2 separate regions of the Gossypium hirsutum genome follow, and region 2 is linked to region 1. Evidence: chromatin contacts called from public Hi-C data. All regions are on one chromosome and are shown on one strand. The core of a region is the stretch at or near the end of the contact, and the rest is flanking DNA. Distances in the headings are between cores, read along the strand shown.

Region 1 (6,693 bases), core at 1,797-4,296:
CCACCCGATATTCCATTAGGTAAAACAATATTTGAAGAAAATTCAAATCAAAATACACCTCAACACATAATAGACACCACTAATACCTTAATAATTAATACATGTATCAATATATAGTTGAACTTTTGTGTCCATATTAATTAATAAATAATTAGGTCTATCAATTCTTATATAAAAAACATTATATATGTTGTAAATGATGATATTAAAGGCAACGATTATGAGATATTAGACAACACAAAAAGTGAACGATTTTCTATATATTGGTTTTCAATATAGTTTTAAGCAATAATATAAATACAATATTGCTAGTGTGTTGCGTAATACAATAAAATGCAACATTTATAAATGGTTGCATAATATTTAATATAATGCAACACTTTTTATATCCGCCACCTATTAATACTTTAGCTGACAATATTTTTTAAACATTATAAATTTAACTGTTTTTTATTATAGTGTGAGCAACTAATATACCACATGGTCTATTATTATTATTATTATTATTATTATTTTAATATTTAATTTCTAGTATGGATTGTACCATGTGTACAACCAATATGAATAAGATTTATTTATTTATTTTGTTATTAATGCATGGTTTTAAAATAATAGTCTAAAACATGATTTCAGAAAACCCTCAAGCTATCTCCCAAAAGTCTTGTTGTTTTTCATTCTTTAAGGCAATTTTCACAAATATGTTGGGTTTCATTTTGACATTTAAAAGTTCACCATAGTGGAGAGTATCCCATTATGTCCCCTATAGCAAAGGGTCTTAAAACAAGTCCAACTCATGGTCCATTATTGAATAATGGGGGTATATTGGGTGCCCTAATGATTGGTCTCTTTTTTTTTTCTTTTTCCAATTTAAATTGCGAAAACTTCCATGTGGGTCCTAAAAGCCAAATAGCATATATTAAAGGGGGGTAACTTCCCATAGTAATCGATAATTCAAAAGGACTAACATCCAAGTTCTTGTACCGACAGTGAAAGAGAAACCAAACACTGAAACACATAAATCCCATATATCTCTTCACAAATGAGGCCTTCCCACTTAGCAGTCTCCCTTATGGTCTTGTTCATCATTTACCTTTCTAGCGTTCAAGGTATGCCAAGAATTCCTCTTTACTGCATTGCCATTACATATTTATATATCATTAAATTCTGACATCTAATCTTGTTTCTTTTGTAGGGATTCGCTTGGAGAAAAGTTTCAAACCGGCTGGACATGATCCTATACAGGAAGGTGCTTTGATGAAAAGCAGTAATGGAGTTATGGGAGATATCCTTCTCTGCAAACAAGGGCATTGTACAGGTACCAAGAAGAGAAAATCACACCACTGGGTACCAAGCATTCATGAAGACTACTGTGGACCTAGGAAGCACAGGCCAAGGCACCATTAAAATTTCCTCCCTAGGATTAGTTTTTTACCATATTTTAACTACCAGGCTTACTAGTTGTTTCATTATTCTTTAAAGCCCTCATAAGAACCGTTACCAAGGCCATGTAAGCTGACAAATTCCTTTTGTCCACCAAGAAGCTCGTCTAACCATATATGAATAATAACTTCCCTTTCACTGGACCATATTATAGCATTATGGGGGCATTTAATTTGTGTAAGAATTCAAAGTTTTATGAATCAAAAACCAATGACAAAGTCCATGTTGTCTTGTAGTGCAACAAATCCAACACATATACATCTCAATCTAAAGCAGATTCATTTTTTTAACATTCTTTTTTGCAGGAAAGGGTAGGAAACTTTTTACTGCAACTACTGCTATAACTCCTACATCTTCCACCATTTCAAAGGTTGGTTTTGAGTTAATAGTTTAACATGTACATTCCCATAGCTATGGTTTAGATCTTCCCTTCCCTTTACATGTGACTTATGTAAACAGAAAGAAGAGAAGGGAGAAAACAAAGTTATACCAATTTCAACACTCAAACCAGCCGTCGAGGAAGAAAATGGTGGGAAGCAAGAGAAATTCCTTCTTGGTTCACCGATAACTTCCCAAAACCCGGACGTCTATCACCACTATGTCAACATTATGGACATTGTTGAAATGGACTATTCTCCAGCTAGGAGAAAACCTCCAATTCACAACTAAGAGTGGGGGGATTAAAAAAGAAATCCAACATAAAAAGAAGCAAAAGTTTTTCCGGAGAAGGAAATTTAGGGACAGTCTTCCAGGAATGCTGCAGGTTTTTTAGGGTTATGAATGAACTTAAATTTTCACATAATAGTGTTATTAGTTTTATTTTTTCTTATATACTTGTTAGACCATCATTTTTTTTTGGAAGCTACAATATAGGGAAAAGGAAGAGAGATGAGTATTATACGGGACCAAGTGTTTGATTAAACCATCACTTTGGATGATGGAGCAATGATGCATTACATTTTGGGGCCCTTTAGTTTTTTTTTTTAAAAAATTATAAAAGGAGACTTAAATTCAAATTACACTTGTGACGGTTATCACCCTAACTATCATGTCAACATATGAGATTCTGATTCTTTAAATTTTGTAACCTAGAATTAATTTTTTTTAATAAATTTAATTGTTAGTATAAAATATATAACCCGAATTGATAGATGAAAAAAATGTAATTTATTTGATAATACAACCATTTTTTTATAGAAATTAATTAATCAACCGTCGTATGCTTAGTAGATATGATTTTTTATTGGCATTTCAAAAGTGAGGATTTACATTCTATTGTTACGTTTCCACTTCAATTTGAAATATGTATAGAAAAGTTTATAAAAATAAATATATCTCAAAGACATGCATTGGTTGGATAAAGATGAAAATTAATTGAACTGCGGACAGAATTTAATAAAATTGTACAAAAAAAAAGGTGAAAAGTGCAGAATGGGTGAAGGAAGTTGGTATTAAAGGAAGTAGGTATGGACCTATATCAGACATTGAACATTGTATCTTATAATGTTAGTTGGCCACCATAGATTTTGGGCTAGATCCACCATGTTTTACTTATTGATTGCAGGTGAGGACTCACATGTCATCTGCCGGGTCACCTTTGCTGTGGTGTGGCCACAAGTGCCAAGATTTCATGGACCATGCAATTCAACAAATGCTCCTACCTACGTATGGTCTCTCTGTGGGTGTTTGTTGGGGATGGGGACAATGTTTTTGGTTCATTGCAACCTGAAAGTTGGATATTTGATAGATAACTGCATAGCAGTCTCTGGTCCCAATGGAAAATTGCTCACAAAAAAAATCCTTCATTTGCTGCTAACTGCTTTGAACTCCTTATATGCTTCTAATTGAGGGCTGGAAATAGCTTATTTTACGATTAATGTTAAAAGCCAAAATGTTATGTGTTATACTAGGACTGTCTGTAATAAGACTTCAGTGTGTGTAAGACTCTTTGTGGAACCCCTTGGTAGAATCATTCGGTTAATGGTTTGACAAGTAGGCTCACTCATTAGTTGCCATAGCAAGGGACTGCTGCATCAGGTGGGACCGTGTAGGACACTATGGCGCTAACCTACCTGCACCTGCAACATTAGTTCGGCTACTGATATTTGACCCACCAATATGACTCGACATGTGGTATTACAGGACAAGAACTTATCTATCTATATAAGGGCGAGGAAAGGGACCAAGGATATGACATCAAGTCTCTCATTCCTTTTGTCATCTCCCCATTCAACCATAATTTTTTACTGCTCTCTACCCTACAGAGGTGAATCGACTTTACTCCACTACCATCTCTTCCATATTGATCTTTAGTATCAATGTTTAACTAAATGGAGATTCTTCTTCACAATGCTAAATAAAGATTTAATAGTTTTTAAGAATCAAATGATGGGGTCAACAAGTCAAAGAGAGTATTGTTTGATTAGTTTTGGAATTGTCCAAGGAAAAAGATTGTATAGAGGGAATGCACAGACGTTGAAGTTTAGTTAGAACATATAAAACTGGATTTGGATTTTGGATTCAACCAAACTCTCCACGTACCCATAATTGAACGTGGCATATTTGCTTTTAATTAAAACCAAGTACTTCTCTATAATTAATCCATATGTGAAACCAGTTTCCTGCTTGCATCTGCCTTTTCAGTGACCTTCTTTTCCATCCATTTCTCCATCAAACAAGCTCGTCGGAAACTTGACGTTTCTTCATCTTCCTCTTCTACTACTCTGCTTCCGTTGCATTTCCTGCTAGCTTTGCTTTGTTTCTTTTACATTGTTTTCCACTAGACTGGTGTCACCACCATCGATGGAACAGTAGATTTTATCAAGCGGAGTAGATGAAAAAGATGGGTTATCTCTCTCCTGCCTGTACACTGTTTTCTCCAGTCTGTATATGGCTTCTCTTTTATCGGTGAACAAGGGTTCAGAAGCAGCGAAAATAATAACAGAAGAAAAAACAGAAGATTTTCGCTGCAAAGAAATGAGATCACTGTTTCAAATTTTCTTTGAATTGTTGGAAATGAAGGAATGAAATATGAAACAAAACAGAGAAATTGATGGGGTTCTTTTTTCTTGAAGATAAAGATGAAGGGGGGACAGGAGCTGGGTGCTTATATACAGGGTGTTTTACATCTTACTACGATGGAAAGTAATGCCAGATTTTTAAGTCTCAGGGAAGGTAAAAAAAAAAAAACCTTAATTTCTTCCAAAAATAGAGTCACATTTGAAGATACATATAAATTATTGCTCTATTGTTAATCAATTTTGCTTCCTGCAACATCCACCACAAACCTATATCGAACATCTTTTTTTTTTCCAGCCTCTCCATATCCGTGTTTATATAATCTGTCTTCACCACTTCGATCATTGAGGTCGAATTTTTCTCCACACAAAAATACCAACCTCTCCTCTATTTCCTCCATGCTCCCAGTGAAACTCCCTGTAGTCGACTTCCTCCCTGTTTCCACACAAGCAAATCAAATACTTTTTTAGCTTTACACTTATGGAATTTCAATTTGACTCACCAAGCATGACCATGGTGTGAGGAACTGAAAAGGGGTGTTAATAACGATAGTCAATTATCAATTTCCTATCGAGTCTCTGCAATGAAAGGTAAGGACCAACTATGACTTTTACTCCCATCGGGATTTTGCTTCCAATCACTATAAATAAGGTCTTTGAGTTTGCCATGTCTTGACATTGACGATGTCAACAAGTCGATTTTATGGGGAAATTTGTTGCCTCCATGCCACACAATTCAAAATTCATTTCTTTTTTTTCTTTTTTATTTGGCTTTTTTGTACTTTTTTTTTTCAACTTATAATGGTGCACTTCAAAGATCAGGAGAAGTATCAACCATCCGAAGTTAAGCATCGAATTCGAAGGTGTACTGTCAGGAGGGGAGCGCTAGCTGACTTCAAGATTTTTGAAGACTTCAACAAACATCAGGAGTGGACAGAAGACGTGCCATATTATTCTACCAAAACTTTGACGATGATTGAGGTATATGATGCGCTAGCATTGATCAACCATTGAAGTCAAAGGTGTACCGTTTAGAAGGGAGAGCGAGCTTGTTGGAAAGCTATCAAGATTTTTTGGAGACTTCGACAACTCTTAAAGGGCGAACCGAAGACGTGCTATATCATTCCGCCAAGACTTTGGCGATGGTTGAGGCATATGATGCTCAAGCTGACTTCGAGATTTTTGGAAACATCAACAAATATTTGGGAGTGGACCAAGGACGTGCTATATCATTTTGCCAAGACTTTGGCGATGACTAGGGCATATGATTTTTTTTTTCAACACCGATGTGGCAAAGTAGAGATTTATTCTGTTTTTTTTTTCTTAACAACATGGTGCAGTGGAGATCAACTCTGATTTTTTCAACATCGACGAGGCGGAGATCAATTTCAAATTTTTTTTACGCCAATAAGGTTAGGCGGACGACATTTGTGATGACTAAGGTGAATCCATTTCAAATGGAGAGAAAAGCTTTTGTAACTTCAATATGACCAGAGGAGGATTCATTCTGAACTTTGCACCATCAATGTAATATCTCGCTTTTTGTGGTGTCGAAAACAGTAATTTCAGGACCACAAATCCGACTAATAAATTTGTATTAATTATCATTTAATTCATATGAGTCAATTATAATGTGATATTAAGTTTTGACTTGGTAAATTTTAATTAATTGAATAAATAGATAGGTATAAGTGGTTGTTCCGAAAATCAAGTGGTTTCGAAAAATTTGATATTAAGATCTCGTTTCTGAAAACCGAGCTCGTAAATATTTTTACTAAATATTGAGATATTATTTTATTATGTGAAAGTTCAGTTTAAGAATTTTTAATGTTTAGATAGTTGATTAATTAAAAAGGACTATATTGTTAAAGTCGCAAACTTAATCGCTATTGAGTTATAATGATTAAATGGCTTAATTAACTTAAGTGGCAGGTTTTATATGGAAATATGCCATTTTTATTTAATGGGACGGTTAGTGGGTGTATTTATACCTTTTATACATTAGTTTTAAATATTAAATTAATTAAAATATAATAAAGCATAAAACATAAAACAAAATCATCATCTTCTTAATTTAGTTCTACCGATAAAAAGAAACCATTTTCCTCTATTGAAGGAGCTTAAGTTTCGGAAATGGTTTATCACTCTTGCATGGTAAGAAACTTTTACGCATTTTTAGTAATTTTTATGTTTTTAATATCGTTACAAATAGGTTTAGCTAACCTGTACTTTCGTT
Region 2 (6,693 bases), core at 2,489-4,988, 47 kb before region 1:
TGTAATTAACAATAAAAACTTCATGTGCTTCCTTTCCCCACACACACACAATTTTCATGGGAGCTGTGATTACCTTGGGATATTTTGTAGAATTTATTGTATATCCATAACCCCTTTTCCATAGAAAATTTTTGAAATTAACGTTAATCACTGTGATGATGATGTTGGATAATATATTTTCTAGATCGAGTAAATACGGATATTAATCTTTTTATATTTATTATCTAAGATTGTATTTTTTTTAATAAAAGATTTAAAAATATCGGAATTTGTTATTCAAATCTCTTAATACTAGTTATATTGTCTGAATACAACTTCAATTACAACTTAACTTACATCCTTTGATTGAAAAACTTGGACTCTTTAAACAAATCTTTGAGAATTTTTAGTAGCACTTTATTAAAGTCAAAACATAGAGAAAATCAAGTCAAGGCAGTATATTTTAAAGACCTTAAATGTTTATCGAATTTCTTTAATTGAAGAAATTTGTTTTTCAAAAAAGGATTACATCAATAATATCTCTACTAATTTTCTTCCATATTGAACCCTTTTTGAGCTGCATCCAAGGAGACAAAGATTAGATTGCGAGAGCTTATCTTTTTCGTGTAAGAGACTTATTTTAGTACAAATTGTTGTAATAAATTATTCTTATTATTCAATCAATAATTAGGTTTTTATAGGGAAAATTTTATTTAACTAATATCTCGTAGTGAGGTTACAACTTTGTAATGATTTAAACTTAAATCATGTTTTATATAAATAATTTATAGTGGATTACTTTTTGAGTAAGGCCTCACGGATGTAAGTAATTGTAATTCTATAATTATTTTGTATAACTTATATTTTGTATAACTGATTCAATTAAACAACTATTTGCATAATGACTCCTCATCTGAAAATGAAACACATAATACTCGAATATTATATTTTTTTAGGTGAATTTAAAAACACAACTAAGCCAAATTACATAAAAAGACTAAGGAATATGAATACTCCTTTCCTTATATGCTTCAAAAAACTCTAGTATTTCTTTTGGAGGCAGGGTGAAGTCAAAAAATTCTTTTAGAGAGGTGAAATTAAATTGTAACTTTTACTATGGTAAAAATGTAATTTTTAAATGAATAAATCAAAATTTTATCATTTTTATGGGGAACAAAATATAATTTTACCTTTACTAAATTTAAAATTTTTAAATTTTTAAAGGCACAAAATAGAAAATTCCAAGGGCCCTGTTAGCCCTCTAGATTCTCCCCTGATTGAAGAGGTATCAACCAATTATAGATCCTCCTTTTTTGCAAAGGCTAGTTTGGCTAAATGATTCGCGCTTTGATTATGTTCTATAAGAATGTATTCGATGTATTCTTCTAATCAAAGCAGAATTTGAAGTCTTCAAAGCACTTCCATATATAATTTTAATAACCTCCATATTATCCGATTGAATTATCACCTTGTTATGACTATAATATTTATTTTTATTTGTTCCCGTAATGCAATAAAAATAACAATATAACAATGTTATTTTTTTGACCTAATAGTATTTTTTTTAAATTTAAAATAATCATTCTAGAGTTTCATATGCAACAATTTTATTTTAAAATTAATTATATTGTTGATTCCAATGCATTAATTATATGAATGACCATTCTATTCATATATAAAATTCCATATTTAGATAAATTTGCATTGACAATAATTTTATAGTTGTTATATAATAATTAATTTTAAAATATTAGCATATTCATAATAACAAGTACATTTTCCCTTCATTATGTTCAATATTTTTCTTTAAAATTTTATTTTAGCTTTGAAAACAATTTTGCTATATACAAAAATAAAAATATGTAACTATCATATTTATCATTCCATATATCTAATTAATTAATTATTCTGAAAGCTAATTTGTCAATTAACATAATTTCACTTAATGAATTTAATTGATACCAATTGAGTTAAAGATTAAAATTTCAAAATTTAAAAAGTATAAAAATTAAAATTAATCTATTTATAGAGTAGAATGAGTAGAGTTGATCAAATTAAAGTACTTGAACTAAATCCACAACTTACACGTAACATAAAGACTAATAACAAAATTTGATCAAAATATTATAATTTCCTTTGGTTAGGGGATTATAATTCCCTTTTGTTACGATATCTTGGAATATTTATGAATCTAGCCCTTCACATTCGTATGACTAGGTAATAGTTGAAGCATGAAAAATGTGCAATATATACGTGAGAGAGGCTTAATAGCAGAAGAATAGAGAGTTGTCCCATTTATCCAATTAAACAAAAACTAATCATATATATCGTAATGAGAAATGAAATAAAAAAAAGGGTAAAAATATTGTACAAACACTTAACTTGGAATTTGGAATCACGTGATGCCATTAAGACAAAACCCTCCGACCAAGTGACTAAATTAATTTAAAAACATATATAGAAAGAGAGAGACAGAGAGAGCTTAAAGCATTTTGAAATTAATAATGGTTCAGCTTCAGTCAAAAATATCAAAACTAAACTATTTGATTTTGATTTTTATTCTATTTTAATATTTATTCTAACATAGAGGAGATCTATGAGGAATGCCTTTCCTTCTACTCATGCTTGAAGCAATATCCTCATCTGAAACCCTATTAGCTGATGATCTCCACAAATATAGCCCACTTCTTTTCTTCCTAACAATCTGATCAGAACTGTATGCCATGCTCATGCTCATGCTCATGCTCTCCGACCCTGACGACGACCAGCTCATTGGCTCATCACTGTCCACTATTGTTGACTGTGCTGTCTCGTTTGCCATTTCTTCCTCCCCAGTCTCTTGGGGAATTAGGAAATCTGGGCTCAGTGTTAAAGTTTTACATTTCCTTAAGAATGGCGACAAATCTTTGTAGTGTTTCAGCAAAAAATCCACCTGATTATAACATAAGAACTCCATCATTTTCAAACACATAATTTAAATGATTTAAGCTAATTCAAGTGAGTCCTATATACCTTGCACCCCAGGGAGCAATGGATAAATGGTTGTTGGAGACTTCTATCACAAGAAGTACAATAGTTTACAGCTCCTTTGAATTGCCTGTTTTGAGGTCTCTTTTTGATAAATACCACCTTAGCACTGTTTATAGTATAGGCCTAATCCAATTAAGGTCATCATTATGAATGAGCAACTCATATGAACTGAATTTTCAAGAAATTAAAAGATACTGTGGAAAAAAAGAAGAAGAAGCAAAATTTGAACTTCATTTAGTTCTTGTGTGAAATAAATGACAAACCTGGACATTAGAGCAATCTATAAGCTTCTGAAGATCTTCCAATCTGACAACATCATGATATACGTAGCGACGAACCTGAAGAAGCCTGTGGAAACGATGTGAGGGTATGCAGTGAGGGCAAATACTGACGCAACAATCCAAACAATACACGTTCTTTTCGTTCTTCTTTGCAGTTTCATGGTAACAACACCCAACAAAGAATTTCTGGGTGTAGAGAGCTTCTAACCATGCAGGCTTTTGAATTCCCTAAGCACCACCACAAATAAAATAAAATAAAAAACCAATACCCAATTAAGCATGAAATTCTATAAACCCTAAAACCAGACAAGAATTTTGATTGAGAGAAAGAGAAAAAGGGAAAAAAGAAGACAAACCATAATCACCATAAACACTTTAAAGCAGGCCTCTCCTTGAGCTGTACTTTTCAAGACAGTGGAGTTCAGAGAAGAGAGAGAGATAGTGATATGAGTATTTATGGAGGTTCACAAGAAAAGAAAGGGTATATATTTATTCCTTGGGGAGATACACAACATTTTGTCCATTGGTGGGTTAATTATATATATAATTGATAATTATAAAAAAATTTAATTCCACCAAACGTCCTCAATTTATAATTTCAATTCTAATTATATCTTTAAATTATCAAAGTTAAATCAATAATATTTTTTTGTGATTAAATCGTTAATTTAATTATTAAATGAGACGTTAAATTATATTTAATATAATTTAAAATAAAAATTTAAAAAAATATTTTTTCAAAATTTTTTAAAAAATATCATTTACTCTCTTTTTTTAACTTTATTTTTAATTTTTAATTTTAAAAGTTATACAACAACATTTTACATGTCACATAAAATTTTACATATCGTTTAATAGTTAAATTAACAATAAATTAATATAATATCGATAGTTTAAAGATATAAACAAATAACTCTTATAAAAATAATATATAGATGAAAATAATTCGAATACATCACTTAAACACTTAAAACATTAAAATTTAATATTATAATTATAATTAAAATTAAGGCTTCATCGCGAATTATATAAAAATAGAAAAAAAAAGTTAATCAAGTAAGATATGAGGAGAACGTGGGTGCTGTTTCCATGTCTGCCATTCTAGATCACTCCTTTAAACAAATTGTTTTTCTACTATCGCCTTGGCTTAAGAGCTACTTATTGCTAAACTAACCTCACCTCTTCTTGAAGCAGCTGCATTTTACCATTTGTTTTTTTGGCTGCCCTCTGTTTTATTTTTAATTTTTTTTCCTTTGAAATTCATGATTTCTTGGTTGGAAATTCGTTGGCGCTATCCTCCTTTCTGGGAATTTTGAATTAAACAATAAACACACTTCTAACATTAATGTTAAGTTGGGTTTTGGGATTTTGGTTTTCATTATTATTTCTCTCTTCAATCTTTTAACCATTTATCTAGTAATTGAAACTAAGTTTTTTTAAAGCTTTCTCAAATATAAAATCATATTAAATAATTTACTTTATATATAAACAAATGAAATTTAATATCTTAAAATTCAATTTATTAAAATTTCATATGATAACTTGATGATTAATGATTAAAGGTGTTTACCGCTTCAAGTATGATTTGAATTCGAGTCATGTTAATCGCGTTGATTGTTTGAGTTTTATACCGTAATTAAAAAAATAATTTACTAAACATGGAATTCATACTGTTGCAAATCTTAAGAATTAATTCATAATAACTGCCATTAATTTACTATTAAAAACACACTTTTTTTTTTGTCTTAAAGGTGTCATATATATTTTTTAATTATCATCCCTGGTTGGACTTCAAAGCTAAGTAACTAGTGCACAGCTTGAGAATTTGAATGTATAAATATATAAATATATTAATTTAACCTTGGTCTCGGTATTGTTATTAGTGAAAATGATATAAATTTGAGTTTAAGGATTGAAAAGAATTATGTGTAATTTTAAATATTATATAAAAAGATCAAATATAATAAAAATTTATAACGAAACTTATGTTTAAAAAATATATAAAAATATTAAGTCATAAAAATAGCTAATACAGTCTTAAGGATTTCTTTTCCATTTTCACGAAGGGGATTTTTTTTTTTGAAATAATAAATTATTCACATGGAAATTAAGATTAAAAAAGTGAAAACACTAATTGTAAATATTTTAAGGGTAAACTATAAAAATGGTCATTTTTGTTTACTTTGAATTATATTTTAATCATTTATATTTGAAATGTTATATTTTTGTCACTTACATTATTATTCTGTTACAAAGTAGTCATTTTACCGTTAAGCTCCATTACCTCCCTAATGACAATCCTACATAGCAGTCCAAATGAGTTTTAAATGCTAACTTAGATGTCTAACTGGAATGAGAATAATTTTTTCAGTCAAAATGGAAAAGAAAACTAAAAGAAAAAGGAGATGAACAGTTTTTCTTTTTCCATTCAATGTGTAATTAATTTAAATTTTTAATCAATTAAATTTATTTAATTAAAGACCTATTTTTGTTCCAATTGGACATTCAAGTTGGCATTTAAAATCTATTTGGACTGCCACGTATGATTGCCGTTAATGAGATAATGGAGCTTAACAGCAGAGTGGCCACTTTGTAACAAAACGATAATGTAAGTGACTAAAACGTAACATTTCAAACATAAATGACTAAAATGTAATCTAAGGCAAACAAAAATGATTATTTTTGTAGTTTACCCATATTTTAAAATGAGAAAATATTTTAAGGCAAATTAAAACTCTCTATATAAGTAAAAAAAGAAACTCAATAGATATATAATATATACATACAAATATAAAGGTAGGGAAAAACAGAAACAAATAGGAGGAAAGCCGGTTTTGGGGGATTAAAACATGGCAACATTCCAACTACTCCACTAATCAGTATCAGCTTATGGGGTTTAATTTCTAGCAAACCCTTAATAGACAAATAACAACTCACCAAAGCACGAATTTGTTAAGACTCATTCAGTGCCTCTTACCCTACATTTTTTTGAAGGTTTACTGCTTTGGGTAAATCACCCCGTTAGTAACTCTTAATATGTGATATTCCTATTTTAGTCACCTTAATTTTATTTTTTTTTGTTAATTTGATCATCCAAAATAGAAATTCATCAAATTGGAGGCTTCTTTTTTAAGTGGTAATAAAAGAATAACTGTACACTCCCACATTAGTCACTCTAATATAAATTTTTTTTAGATGATCAAATTAACAAAAAAAATTAATATGACCGAACTAGAAATGATCCCTATTTAAAATGGCTAACGATAAATTTACCCTTTTAATTTTAGTAATTTAAGGTAACCTCCACCTAGTTTGTTGTGCCTTCAAGCTCCATCCTAACTCTAATCTTGGGTTTTGCAAATTATTGTTCCCAGTTCCTCTTATGCCCTTCAATTTCACTAGT

What was found. A called contact is a pair of places that touch in the nucleus more often than the background predicts.
Region 2: a contact with region 1 is called in a Hi-C map of leaf, with 1.5 times the contacts expected there. The contact joins the promoter of LOC107963529 here to the enhancer-like site in region 1. A contact is called at or near these places in 6 of 34 Hi-C or Micro-C datasets (cotyledon, fibers, leaf and 1 more).

What each region holds. Positions count from the first base shown.
Region 1 is chrA06:8,832,879-8,839,571 of Gossypium_hirsutum_v2.1, reverse strand. No RefSeq gene overlaps it. Among protein-coding and RNA genes, the nearest start is that of LOC107963529, 48 kb to the left of the region's middle. Within about 2 kb of position 3,046, at least 3 of the 9 cell types and tissues checked have an H3K27ac peak or open chromatin away from gene starts, as enhancers often do. A contact at or near this core is called in leaf, where this site is marked.
Region 2 is chrA06:8,880,949-8,887,641 of Gossypium_hirsutum_v2.1, reverse strand. It overlaps LOC107963529 (protein RGF1 INDUCIBLE TRANSCRIPTION FACTOR 1), which reads right to left and starts at 3,738. Exons shown (of 4, transcript XM_016900005.2): 1 at 3,647-3,738; 2 at 3,273-3,518; 3 at 2,992-3,132; 4 at 2,292-2,911. The coding sequence starts at 3,658. The coding sequence ends at 2,558.